Linked DNA regions of Ovis aries: region 2 is linked to region 1. A link is a contact called in public Hi-C data. All regions are on one chromosome and are shown on one strand. Each heading gives the region's core, a stretch centred on a gene start, on an enhancer-like site or on the middle of the called end of the contact. The rest is flanking DNA. Distances are from core to core; before and after follow the strand shown.

Region 1 (6,024 bases), core at 2,619-5,118:
TTACCTTGAAGTAAATTTTGTAATTTAGTCACAAAGATAAAAAAATAAAAGTTTTTTAAAACATTACCTTTGAACTATTCCAGAGAGAGGAAGAGAAATGTATTAATGAAACCTCCATCACACTGAGGGTGTGATGAATTGCCCTTTTGCATTCTAGGCATATTGAAGAACTCAGGGTGGTAATCAAGAATCTAAACGTCCTGCCAAGTAGGCAATCCAGGAGACACGCTGGCCAATTTTTCAGCAGGTTGCTTCACATTTTTTAACTTCATGCTGATCACACTTCTCCTTGTATTTGTCACTGCAGAATCAGCTGCCTCATTTTCAAAACACCCTTAGGATATGTTATAATTTCTATGATTTCAAATCATCTTGCATGTAGTTATATTTTAGCCTGGTAACACCCATGCAGAGGGCTCACTAATTACCCTGGAGAGGCTGGGGAGCTGGCATGAGCAAGTCAAGGTGACTGCTGACAGGCACTTTTGGGGGCAGAGAACGTATGAGAGAGTAAGTTTGGAGCTAGTTATTCTTCACAAGAAAGCAGAAGTCTGGTCAGTGAGAAGCTGCTGTAGCCTCCTAACTGGAATCTCTGCTTCTACCCTTGTCTTTGTGTGGTCTTTTCAACACAGCAGAGAGACCCTGCTAAACCAGAGACTTCATTGCCTTTCACCTCATTCAGAATAAAAGTGGAATTCCTGACGGAGGACACAGACCTTGCACAATCTGGCCCACTACCTTCCTCACTTCCATCCCCACCTCCACCCATTATGTTCCTGCCTCGATCTCCCCAGTGGTCCTCGACCATATCCTGCAGTCAGGCCTCAGGGCCTCTGCATTTGCTGAACTTTGATTGGAGGTCCTCCCAAATATTTTCTTAGCCAGTTCCCTCACCTCTTTTAAGTCTTCACTCAGGAAGTCATTCCTCCTCCAAACTGATGCTTTCATCTTCCTTCATAGGCTTATATCTTTAAAACATTTTACTAATATGTTAATTAATTTCATTTGCTAGTTTATATCAATAGAAGTATAAGCTATATGAGAGTGGGGATTTTCATTTATTTTTGTTCATGGCTCTATTTGCTCAAAAACTTAAGTGCTCAAAGAAAGTCAGCTAAATAAATGAAATGACTTGAAATCTTAAATCAACAGACAGACCCATGTCTGTGCCACAGGAAGAAGTTTCAATTTGAAATAGCACATTTCAGAGTATGTTAAAAAGCATTTTCTTCTTCAACTTTGGTGTACTTGCTGGGTTGACTAATCTAAACCTTATAGATTTCTATTTCTTAAAAAAAAAAAGAAAAAAAAACCCCTCTTTCTCATCTTCCTTTATATTTTAAAAATACAGTGGCTAAAAATGATTATTATGATCCCATCCAGCCATTATAATCTCTCATTAAGAGCCTAGGAAGCCTGGTGGTGCTGGTCACAGGACAATGTGTGTGTATAATGGCACTGAACTGTACACTTAAAAATCACTGTATATTTTACCACAATAAAAAAGTAAAAATAAACACAAACTTTTTAAGTGAAAAAAAAAAACAAAAATAAAAACAAACATTAATAATGTTGTTTGTTGGCTTAATCTCAGCTCTGTTAACATTTCGGGCCAAGTAATTCTTTGCTGTGGGGCTGCTGTCCTGTGCGTTGTACCATGGTTGGCAGTACCCCTGGCCTCTGCTCACTGAGCACAGTAGCAACTCCCTCCCCTAGGCTGTGACAACAACAATGTCTCCAGTCATTGCCAAATGTTCCCTTAATGGCAAAACAGCTCCTGGTTGAGAACCACTGACGAAAATAATTTTCATATGTTCCTATTTGAATAAAGGGTTAGTTTTTGATACAACACATACAATAGAATGGAAATCATGGGGATCTCATGCTTACTTTATGGATCCCTATAAAGAAGCATCATAATAACTGGCAGCAATATGTTACATTTGGAGATGTTAAGATAGTATTTAAGAAGGCATCCCTGGAGGCTCATCGGTAAAGAATCCACCTACCATTGCAGGAGACATGGGTTCAATCCCTGGGTTGGGAAGATCCCCTGGTGAGGGAAATGGCAACCCACTCCAGTATTCTTGCTTGGGAAATCCCATGTATAGAGGAGCCTAGTGGGCTACAGTCCATGGTGTCATAAAAGTCAGACATGACTCAGTGACTACACCACCACCAATAACTGGAGAACTCCTTGTTTAACGGCCTGGAAATTTCAGCCCTATGAAGTGACCATGAATACAGAGAAATATCTTTCAATAAAGGGTCTGGGAAAAATAATCATAAGTGATAATATGCATTCCTCCACAATTTATACAGGTAAAATCAGATTAAAACAAATATTGCTTTACTTCATTGGATAAATGGGACACAGGCAATCTGAAGTTTGTATATGGAAGGAAGACAGCTCCTTATTCATTTGTTTCATTTGAAGAAGGTGTGTGTCAGGTATATGGAGAATTCAGCTATAGGGATAGACCGGAGGTGTGTAGGTGAATTTCTGATGCTTGTGCTTTTGGAAAAAAAAAAAAAAAGATTGATTGATTCAAAGCACTGCTCATAGTGATGGCTCTTTGTCCCCACCCAGTCTCTCCATGATACATTTGTCCATGTAGCCATCAAAGTCTCTAAGATCCTAAGAGCCACTTCCCACAAAACAATGCTTTTGGGGGTTTAGGTTGATTTATGTAAATTTTAAGAGTTATATAAGGTACTTAGTCGCTATCTCTTAAATTGAATTGAAAGGAAGTTACTTCAGAACTATGGGAAACGGAAGGGAGGAATATTTGGCAGCTAGGTTTGGGGTCGGCACTATCAAATAATAAGTGGACAGGAAGTAAAAGAAGCAAGAGAAAGAACAGAAAAGAACCGGTGAGCAGAGGAGAATCTCCTTTTTGACAGTACTTGGGTACATTTGGTTTATACTTAATCATTTCACGCAACACGTTGCTCTCATGTATATCACAAATACTCATTTATGTGTTACTCAAATAATCCTAGGTACATTACCTTAACTTCTGTCCTCATTCGAAGAAAATGGAAATTCCAGAAAGACGGAAGCCCAGCCTCTGAGTTGTACAAACCTCGGAGCTGGAGCCACGTGGATTAAGCCCCTAAATTCTTGAGTGTCAAAGACATGTCATTAAGTAGGTCACTAAATGCACCAAGGAAGCCAGAAAAAGAAAGAGCCCCCTAAAGGAAAGTAGCATTTAATTGGGAACTTTCAGACATCTGTCACTCTTTGTGACAAGCGCCAAAAAGTCCTTTGCACATTTAGTGACGCGCAGGTGGGACGGGACTGACCGCTGGAGTGATTGATTTGGGAGATTGTTCGGGAGAGAGGGGGAAGGGCGTTGGGGGTGGGGTGGGGACAAACCAGAGCTTGGTTCTGAAGACTGTGGTTTTTCACCCTCAATAGCAATCACAAAAATCGCCGGGGGCCCGAACTGTCACCTAAGATACCCTCAACTGTCCATTTCAGGTCTGCTACTTGGTAAACTGGGATTCGCACCCACCTGCAGAAAAGGTCCTGCGCAAAGTTTGGCAAAGGGATATTGCATCCGTCCCTGTTAAAAACGAAACAAGTTTTTCATTCCCCCGGCCTTTGAGTTCAAATTCGAGTGCTGGCGCCGGGGGTGGGGGCCGAGACGGCCCGGGGGAGAACCTCGCATTTAAGAAGCAGCTTCCCAATCAGCTCGCGAGGGAACGGCGCGCTCCCCCCTCCCCAGTCGCGTCCTCTCCCTGCCCGCTCCTCACATCCCTCCCATTCTCCATTTCCCTTCCGTCCCCTCCCCGGCAGGGCGTGCGCCAGTCCGAGGCAGGATCGGGTTCCCCGCCTTCCAGTCCAAAAATCCCGCCAAGGCCGCAGAGCAGAGGAAAAGCCGAAGTGGAGAGAGGAGAAGAAAGAGAGCAGGGAGTCACCGGGCGTGCGGGCGCAGAGAGCAGCGGCCGCCGCGAGCACCAGCGACTTGGGTACCTGGACTCAGGGCAGAAAAACCTCTCCCGGATCAACAAAGGCAGCCTGAGCGCGCACCGCTCGTTTGCGACTCCAAGTAAGTCGAAGCGAATGCGCGATTCCTCCAGAGGTGTCTCGGATCGACACCTTTCTGGGCGCCAGCGCGTGATACTGGTGAGAGTGGGAGAGAGGCTGCTGGTGTCTCTGCTCGTGGGGCTGCTTTCAACACTGATGCGCTCCAGAGGCTTACTTTGGGGGAGTCAGGTCAGATAGTCACGACCCCCGGGAAGAGTGTAAGCTTTTGTAATGTTATGGGACGTGCATGTGGACTGGGTTCCTGGCTTCCAGCTGGATGGCGAACGTGCGGAGGCTTTGCCCTTTGTAGAACCTGAGCTAGTAGGTGTGTCTGTGGCTGGGTAGAGAAGAGAGAGAAAGTAAGGCAGCCTGAGCAAGCAGGCTCATTTTCCCATCTTTCCTCAGCTTCCCGGATGGCCCCAGGGCTTGCCAGCTGATACGTTTGAGCTGGCATTTCTAGGTACCAAGTGGGAGCTTGTTCCTCCCAGTGCCAGCTACCTTGCGCATCCCTCACAGAGCATCTGGGCACTCCTTGTCCTGCCTGCCAGCCCAGGAATGGTTCTAGAAATGGTTCTGTCCGAAGTTTAAAAGACACACCTTGCATCCCACTTCTCATTTGAATAATTTTAATAATTGCCCTGTACAGAGACACTTGAACTTTTTATTTCCCCCAGGTAAAGCTAGGGTATATTGATTGCTAATTGGCTAGATTCTCAGTTTTTGAGTTGATGCGTCTAATAAGTTAAAATATTTTAAAAGAGAGGAATATATTCTACTTCCCTTCCCTACTTAATACATAAAACTTCCTCTCTCTTCAACACACACACATGCAAGCACCCTTTTTTCTTTAACACAACACAACACTGAGTTTACTTATACTCTTGTTAACTCACCCTCCCTCTGTTAACAGCTGCTTTATAAGTTTGGGGGATACACTGAAAAACTAGGAGTGGCACATGGGGGGAGGGGTGGCAATGACTGGGAGAAGGAACGATTTGAGAAAAATTAAATTCCGGTCTTTTTGGCATTTGGCGTCTTTCATCTTGAGAGTTATTTAGGCGTTTTGCTCTAACAGCTTGAGAGAGGTGGTATGTGTGTGTGTGTGTGTGTGTGTGTGTGTGTGTGTGTGTGTGTGTTGGAGGAAAGGGCCTGGGAGGAGGTCCAGGAACTATCAAGAAAGCTTTTAAACTAAACACATAATGAAGCGATTTCATGATTTCAGGCAAATGTGGTGTTGGTGGAACCGTAAAGTCCATTTTAGCCTCTTGAGCATCTGGGGATAAACTGATATTTGAAATATTGGAAGGTAATGGGAGTGAGACAAAAGAGGTGTCTCTCAGCATAGAAAATAAAGCTTCTATTTTCCATCTTCTTTCTGGTTTTATTTTTAAATAAATTAGGCATTCTAAAGACCAAATCATAAGAAAATTTATAGTCCAGTTAAATTCAAAGGCAATTAGAGTGGATATTTTCTTGTTTTTCCTTCCTTTGGGACATGAGTTATTTCAGAGGAGCAATATTTGTACTTTCTCATTTAAATTAGAGGATGGCTTTTAAACAATTATTTCATTAAAAAAAAAACAATTATTTTGTGCTTTAAGAAACTTTGGTGCTTTGAATTCTCTAATTGTACTTTAAATTGGTAGAAGTTGTTCTCCTCTTCCCAGGCCTCTTTTAGGACATTTTTTTCTCATTTAGTGAAAAGCTATAAGGAACACCCACCTGAAGCCATACTTAACACGTTAGCTGCTGTGTTCCTGCTGTTTGCTTTTTGGTACAAGTGTATTGTATTTTCAAAGCTAGAGCTGTGAAAGAAGAGAAACTCAGATAATATGTGACTTTTTATTATCGGACTTTTCAATGGGGTCTTATATAGAATGAGAATAGTAACATTTAAAAATATTTAGAGTGTATTATATTTATAACACAATTCTGTGGACTTCTAGACTTCTTTTCGTGATATTGGGAATAATAAATTTACTAATTTATTG
Region 2 (6,024 bases), core at 2,627-5,126, 140 kb before region 1:
CCCCCAAAATAAAGTCTGACACTGTTTCCACAGTTTCCCCATCTATTTCCCGTGAAATAATGGGACCAGATGCCATGATCTTAGTTTTCTGAAGGTTGAGCTTTAAGCCAACTGTTTCACTCTCCTCTTTCACTTTCATCATTATATCACCAGAAAAGTGAGAGTGTTAGTCTGTCAGTCCTGTCAGACTCTTTGTGACCCCATGTACTATAGCCCACCAGGCTCCTATGTCCATGAGATTCTCCAGGCAAGAATACTGAAGTGGGTTGCCATTTCCTTCTCCAGGGGATCTTCCTGACCCAGGGATTGAACCCAGGTCTCCTGCATTACAGGCAAATTTTTTTTTTTTTTTTTTTTTTTTTTTTACCATCTGAGCCACCAGAGAAGCCCTCATCACCAGAAATGCCTGTCAAATAATTGAATATTGCATGACAGTTTCACATCACTCTACCTAAAGTGTCCTTAAGGAAGTTTGTTCAACTGGCAAATTATTTAGGGATAGCCTAAACACTTAATAATACTTTAAAAAATTGGTCTTTTTAGTGTAGTCTAGAATTCTGAACCACTGTATCAAGAAGATAGACCCCAAACTTCACCTTTTTCCAAAACTCACAAGTTCTGGTCTGAGCATAGGAGTAATAGTTGCATGCCTGTCTTGTCTTCAGCTATTTACTTTACCCAATTTCTTCTTGGAACATTCGGTGATGGCCTGATTCTAACAAAAAAGATAATTGTGCTTGCTGTCAAAGCTCCAGATTCTCAACAGGAAGACAGACTATTGGGCAGCGATTTTGGTTGTGGAAATATCCTTCAAGCATCAAAATCAGATAAGAGGGAGAAAATTAATCCTCTTAGTGGGAGGCAGGTTTTGCTGGAATCTATCTCAGAGATGAGATCAGTGCTGTCAGGATAGAGACAGTCTCTTGTGTCTGCTTCACGAAGATAGTTGGGTCCCATCCCTACTTACCTTTGATGACTCTAAATCTTGCTCTCCCTGGCTAATCACTCAAGCTGTAAAAAGTGCAGTTTAGCTGACATGTATCTTCCTTTCTTCTTCTTTTTCTCCTAACTTACCTCCGGTCATTATCCTCTCTTGCCAAGCACATAATGATACTCTATCCTTTTATGTGTGCAAAATAATTAATAAAAAATTTTGCTCTGTTCTTTCTCTAATTGCTCCTCAATTGGATCCAGGAAATTAACATACTATAGTAATAAAGATGCACTGAATCTCTGACTCAGAGAGCTGTTGCTATTTTACAAGCTAGACAGTAAAAGGTGACTGGCAGCGGTAGGTGCTGTTAACGAGCACAGCAGTAGGGTGGAGCCGGGAGAAAGAATTGTGCCTAGAAGCCTATGCATGTCTCCCATGCCATGCTCACGTGCGCTGTGTCTCAGTCACGTCCGACTCTTTGTGACACTATGGACTGCAGCCCACCAGGCTCCTCTGCCCAAGGAATTCCAGGCAAGAACACTGGAGTGTGGTGCCATTTCCTCTTCCAGGGGTCCTTCCCTATCTGGGGATTGAACCCACGTCTCTTGTGTCTCCTGCATGAGCAGGTGGATTCTTTACCACTAGCGCCACCTGGGAAGCCCATGTCATATGTCTCAATTATGTTGGTAGTGAAGTTTAGTTCTTGAAGAGGTTGTGAATATTCTTTGGACGGAAGGGAGAAACCTGGCTTGTGGGGCACCATAAAGTATCAACATGTTATGGGTGGAAGAGAATTCTTGGATTTCCAACTGAAAGAGATAAGGCAAAGGCAGAGCATTGGGAAGTACAAGAGCAATTTGTACAGGAAAGCACTTTCCTTGAGTTTGCTGAGAGGCAGAGATCAGTGGGAAGGGCATCTCAGGAAATTGTTGAGTCTTCTTTAAAATCAAATCAGGGGATTTCTCTTTCCTTGCAACAACACAGAGTGCCATAGCGCACTAAGGAAAGCAAGTCAGATGACAAGAGCCTTTGGGGACAAAAATCACTTAAGCACCATTCTAAAACTGGGAAAACAACTCCCATCTCCTTCTGCACTGGAGGAGTTAGAGTGTTTTTATGGCAGTATAGGAATGGGGATTTGTTTGTTTTCAGTGGCTGTGCCAGAAGTGGAAGAAGGCACCATGATTTATCTATATCAATTTCTCCTTTTCTCCTACAGCTCCTTTCCTGTATTGGGTTGCTTGTAATGTAAATGTTACATAGAAAGTGCCCTGTTTTTGGACACAGAGAGTGGGGAAAAGATTTTTTTTGGGGGGGGGGGATTTTGTTTCTTATGCCGGTGTCTGGAATGTGAATTTCCTCTTCTGAGAGCTGAGTGAGATGGGAGGAGATGTTGCCAGGAAAACTTCCAGAGTATATGACAGTTATCTTCAGGAGAAGCACCAAAGCTACTCCCAACTCTACCAATTTTTTTATTCCATTTTCTGATGCTGGATTCAGAAGTCCTTATGGCATTTCATAAAAATAATTAGCTGTGGATAAGCCTTGCTCAATCACCTTGGCCCCACAAGATAAATATTATCTATCCTGAATGTTGTGGTATGTGAGATAGGCTTTGTATAAGTTTCTTATTTTAATGGGCTTCCCAGGTGGCTCAGTGGGTAAAAAAATCCACCTGCACTGCAGGAGATGTGAGTTCAATCCCTGAGTCAGGAAGATTTCCTGGAATTGGGCATGGCAATCCACTCCAGTATTCTTGCCTGGGAAATCCCATGGACACAGGAGCTTTGGTGGACTACAGTCTCTAGGGTCTCAAAGAGTCAGACATGACTGCAGCAATTGAGCACATTGGCTTGTGTTAATACTGAATGTAGCACTCAGATGATTTGCCCTCAGAATTGAGAGCTTCATGTTTCAATTTATGCTTAAAAAGAAACAAGTCCACATTCAGAAAACTCCGGATGGATCGGTCTCAACAGGAGTTGTTGGCCAGGGTTCCCAGAGTCATTAGGCTAAAGCCGGCAACACTTTCTAAAAGATATTCCTTGCTAATGCTCTAGACAGCTCTCCGCAGGTATATTTCCCTTGATCAAATTTTAAAATAGCATGCCTTTTCTATCCCTTTATTCTCTTTTTAGAAACTAGGCAGGAAACTATATTGCAGAGACTGACTTATAATATGAACCATCACATCTCTTTTTCTGCGTGATTGTACAATATCTGATGCACAGGTTTCTTTTGTTATTTTTACATTATCTTCAGAATGTTCAAGTATTTCCTTGGAGTGTTCAAATTTTACATAATAAAAAGTGTGATGGTCCAGTTTTCATGTTTAAGGAACTTGGACAGTATTAGACTCTTCCACATCATTTTTTTTAACGTTTTTTCTTGTATCCACTTCCCACTTTTGCCCCTTCGCCCTTGCATTTCCAACACCTTCCCTTCCCTTCGTTGCAGTTCTTAGTGATTAACGGTAGGTGGCAGTACAGTTTCAAGCTCAAAGAGCGTTGAAGGGCTTCCTGACTGCAGACTAATTAAGGAGGGTGCATAGGAGAAACTGAATTATACAAGCAAATGGTAAAACAGGGGTGTTTTCAAAACACCAAATATAACTAAACACAGGAACTTATTTAAAAACACAGGATATTTCAAGTGCAGCTCACGTGGGGACCATCGGGTATATATTTGAATAGGAGGAAACTATGAGCATGAACAGAATTAGAAGAAATTTACATCAAAGGAGAACTCACCAAACAGCCTTATTATTTGAGTCCTGGGACTTATTTCCCCACCTCCACACAAATGCCCATCTCTCTCCTTTCTCTTTCCTCACCCTCCCCTCTGTTGGTGGTGAATGTTACCTTTGAGGCTGTTTGGCAGTCCCTGAATGGGTTTGTGACCACTTGAATAGAGAATGTGTTTGTCTTTCTCCCATTTCAATGCCACTCTGTGTGGCTGCTGTAACTTTCATCTCTCTCACTCTCATTCTCGCCTGCTCCCTTACTGTATGTGCTTTGTTCATTGTCTTAATAGCAATTTTCATAATTAGCAGGGAGGAAAAGAAAACAAAGAGAAGCCTGTATAATGGATGGAGATTCTCAGTGCTAAGGGATTTCTGGTTCTGTTTTACCGTGTTGGAGGTGCTTGGGGGCTGGAGTGATGGTGGTGAAGATGTCGCCTATATCCATGATCTCACTGTTGCTCCCTCAAGCCCTCAAGATGATGTCATGGGCTGCGCATAGCAATCCTTAAGCAATGCACATCCTCAAGGGAAGCTCAAGGGAGAATGCTGTTGCCCAGAGATGATTACCTACAGTCATGCTTTGAGACCGTATTAAATCATCCCTTGGCCAGCTTGATTTAAATTGAGTGTTCTTCGTTCATCCACAGTTGCAGGAAATAAATTCAATTTGTGTAGCCTCATGACTTTAACATAAAACAGGAGAAAAATAAAGATGGTGTTTCTGCAGCAGTGGTGTGTGGACCCTTGAAATGAGCCTGGACTGGCTGTGCACCTGGGAAACCAGTTTCCACTCGGGCCATTTCTCAAGAGTTTGTTATCAGACAGCTAGCAATAATGGCCCAGGCAGGAGACAAGAGTCCAGCCTGGGGAACTTTGCCCAGGCCTGCATGTTGTCTTTTATTAAAATTGGAATACAGTTGCTTTACAATGTTGTGTTAGTTCCTGCTGTGCAGCAAATGAACCAGCCACAGACACACATATATCTCCTCTTCCTTGCATTTCCTTCCCATTTAAGTCACCACAGAGCGCAGAGTAGAGTTCCCTGTGCTATACAGTCAGTTCTCGTTAGTTATCTATTTTATGCATGGTGGTGTATGTATGGCAGTCCCAATCAATCCCACCCACTCCTTCCCTCCTTGATGCCCATATGTTTGCTCTCTATGTCCATGTCTCTAGATATGCTTTGCAAATAAGTTCATCTGTACCATTTTTCTAGATTCCACATATATAAATTCAGTGCAGTTCAGTTCAGTCGCTCAGTTGTGTCCGACTCATTGCAACCCCATGGACTGCAGCATGCCAGGCTTCTGTGTCCATCACCAACTCCCGGAGCTTGCTCACACTTATGTCTGTCGAGTCAGTGATGCCATCCAACCATCTCATCCTCTGTCATCCCCTTTTCCTCCTGCCTTCAATCTTTCCCAGCAAAAGGGTCTTTTCAAATGAGTTAGTTCTTCACATCAGGTAGCCAAAGTATTGGGGTTTCAGCTTTAGCATCAGTCCTTCCAGTGAATATTCAGGACCAATTTCCTTTAGGATGGACTGGTTGGATCTCCTTGTAGTCCAAGGGACATTCAAGAGTCTTCTCCAACACCACAGTTCAAAAGCATCAGTTCTTCAGCGCTCAGCTTTTTTATAGTCCAATTCTCACATCCATACAGTTCAGTTCAGTCACTCAGTCATGTCCGACTATTTGCGACCCCATGAATTGCAGCATGCCAGGCCTCCCTGTCCATCACCAGCTCCCGGAGTTGACCCAAACTCATGTCCTTTGAGTCGGTGATGCCATCCAACCATCTCAACCTCTGTCGTCCCCTTCTCCTTCTGCCCTCAATCTTTTCCAGCATCAGGGTCTTTTCAAATGAGTCAGCTCTTTGCATCAGGTGGCCAAAGTATTGGAGTTTCAGCTTCAGCACCAGTCCTTCCAATGAACACCCAGGGCTGATCCCCTTTAGAATGGACTGGTTGGATTTCCTTGCAGTTCAAGGGACTCTCAAGAGTCCTCTCTAACACCACAGTTCAAAAGCATCAATTCTTCGGCACTCAGCTTTCTTCATAGTCCAACCCTCACATCCATACAAGACTACTGGAAACGCCATAGCCTTGACTAGACGGACCTTTGTTGGTAAAGTAATGTCTCTGTTTTTGAATATGCTATCTAGGTTGGGCATAACTTTCCTTCCAAGGAATAAGCGTCTTTTAATTTCATGGCTGCAGTCCCCATCTGCAGTAATTTTGGAGCCCTGTTTCCACTGTTTCCCCATCTGTTTGCCATGAAGTAATGGGACCAGATGCCATGATCTTAGTTTTCTGAATGTGGAGCTTTAGCCCACTTTTTCACTCTCTT

Evidence for each region. A called contact is a pair of places that touch in the nucleus more often than the background predicts.
Region 2: a contact with region 1 is called in a Hi-C map of hypothalamus, with 4 times the contacts expected there. The contact joins the enhancer-like site here to the promoter of PTN in region 1. A contact is called at or near these places in 2 of 16 Hi-C or Micro-C datasets (hypothalamus and liver).

The regions. Positions count from the first base shown.
Region 1 is chr4:102,434,756-102,440,779 of ARS-UI_Ramb_v3.0, reverse strand. It overlaps PTN (pleiotrophin), which reads left to right and starts at 3,868. Exons shown (of 5, transcript XM_027968848.3): 1 at 3,868-4,055.
Region 2 is chr4:102,572,358-102,578,381 of ARS-UI_Ramb_v3.0, reverse strand. The region is part of intron 27 of DGKI (diacylglycerol kinase iota); the gene reads left to right. Among named protein-coding and RNA genes, the nearest start is that of TRNAS-GGA, 33 kb to the left of the region's middle. Within about 2 kb of position 3,876, at least 8 of the 54 cell types and tissues checked have an H3K27ac peak or open chromatin away from gene starts, as enhancers often do. A contact at or near this core is called in hypothalamus, where this site is marked.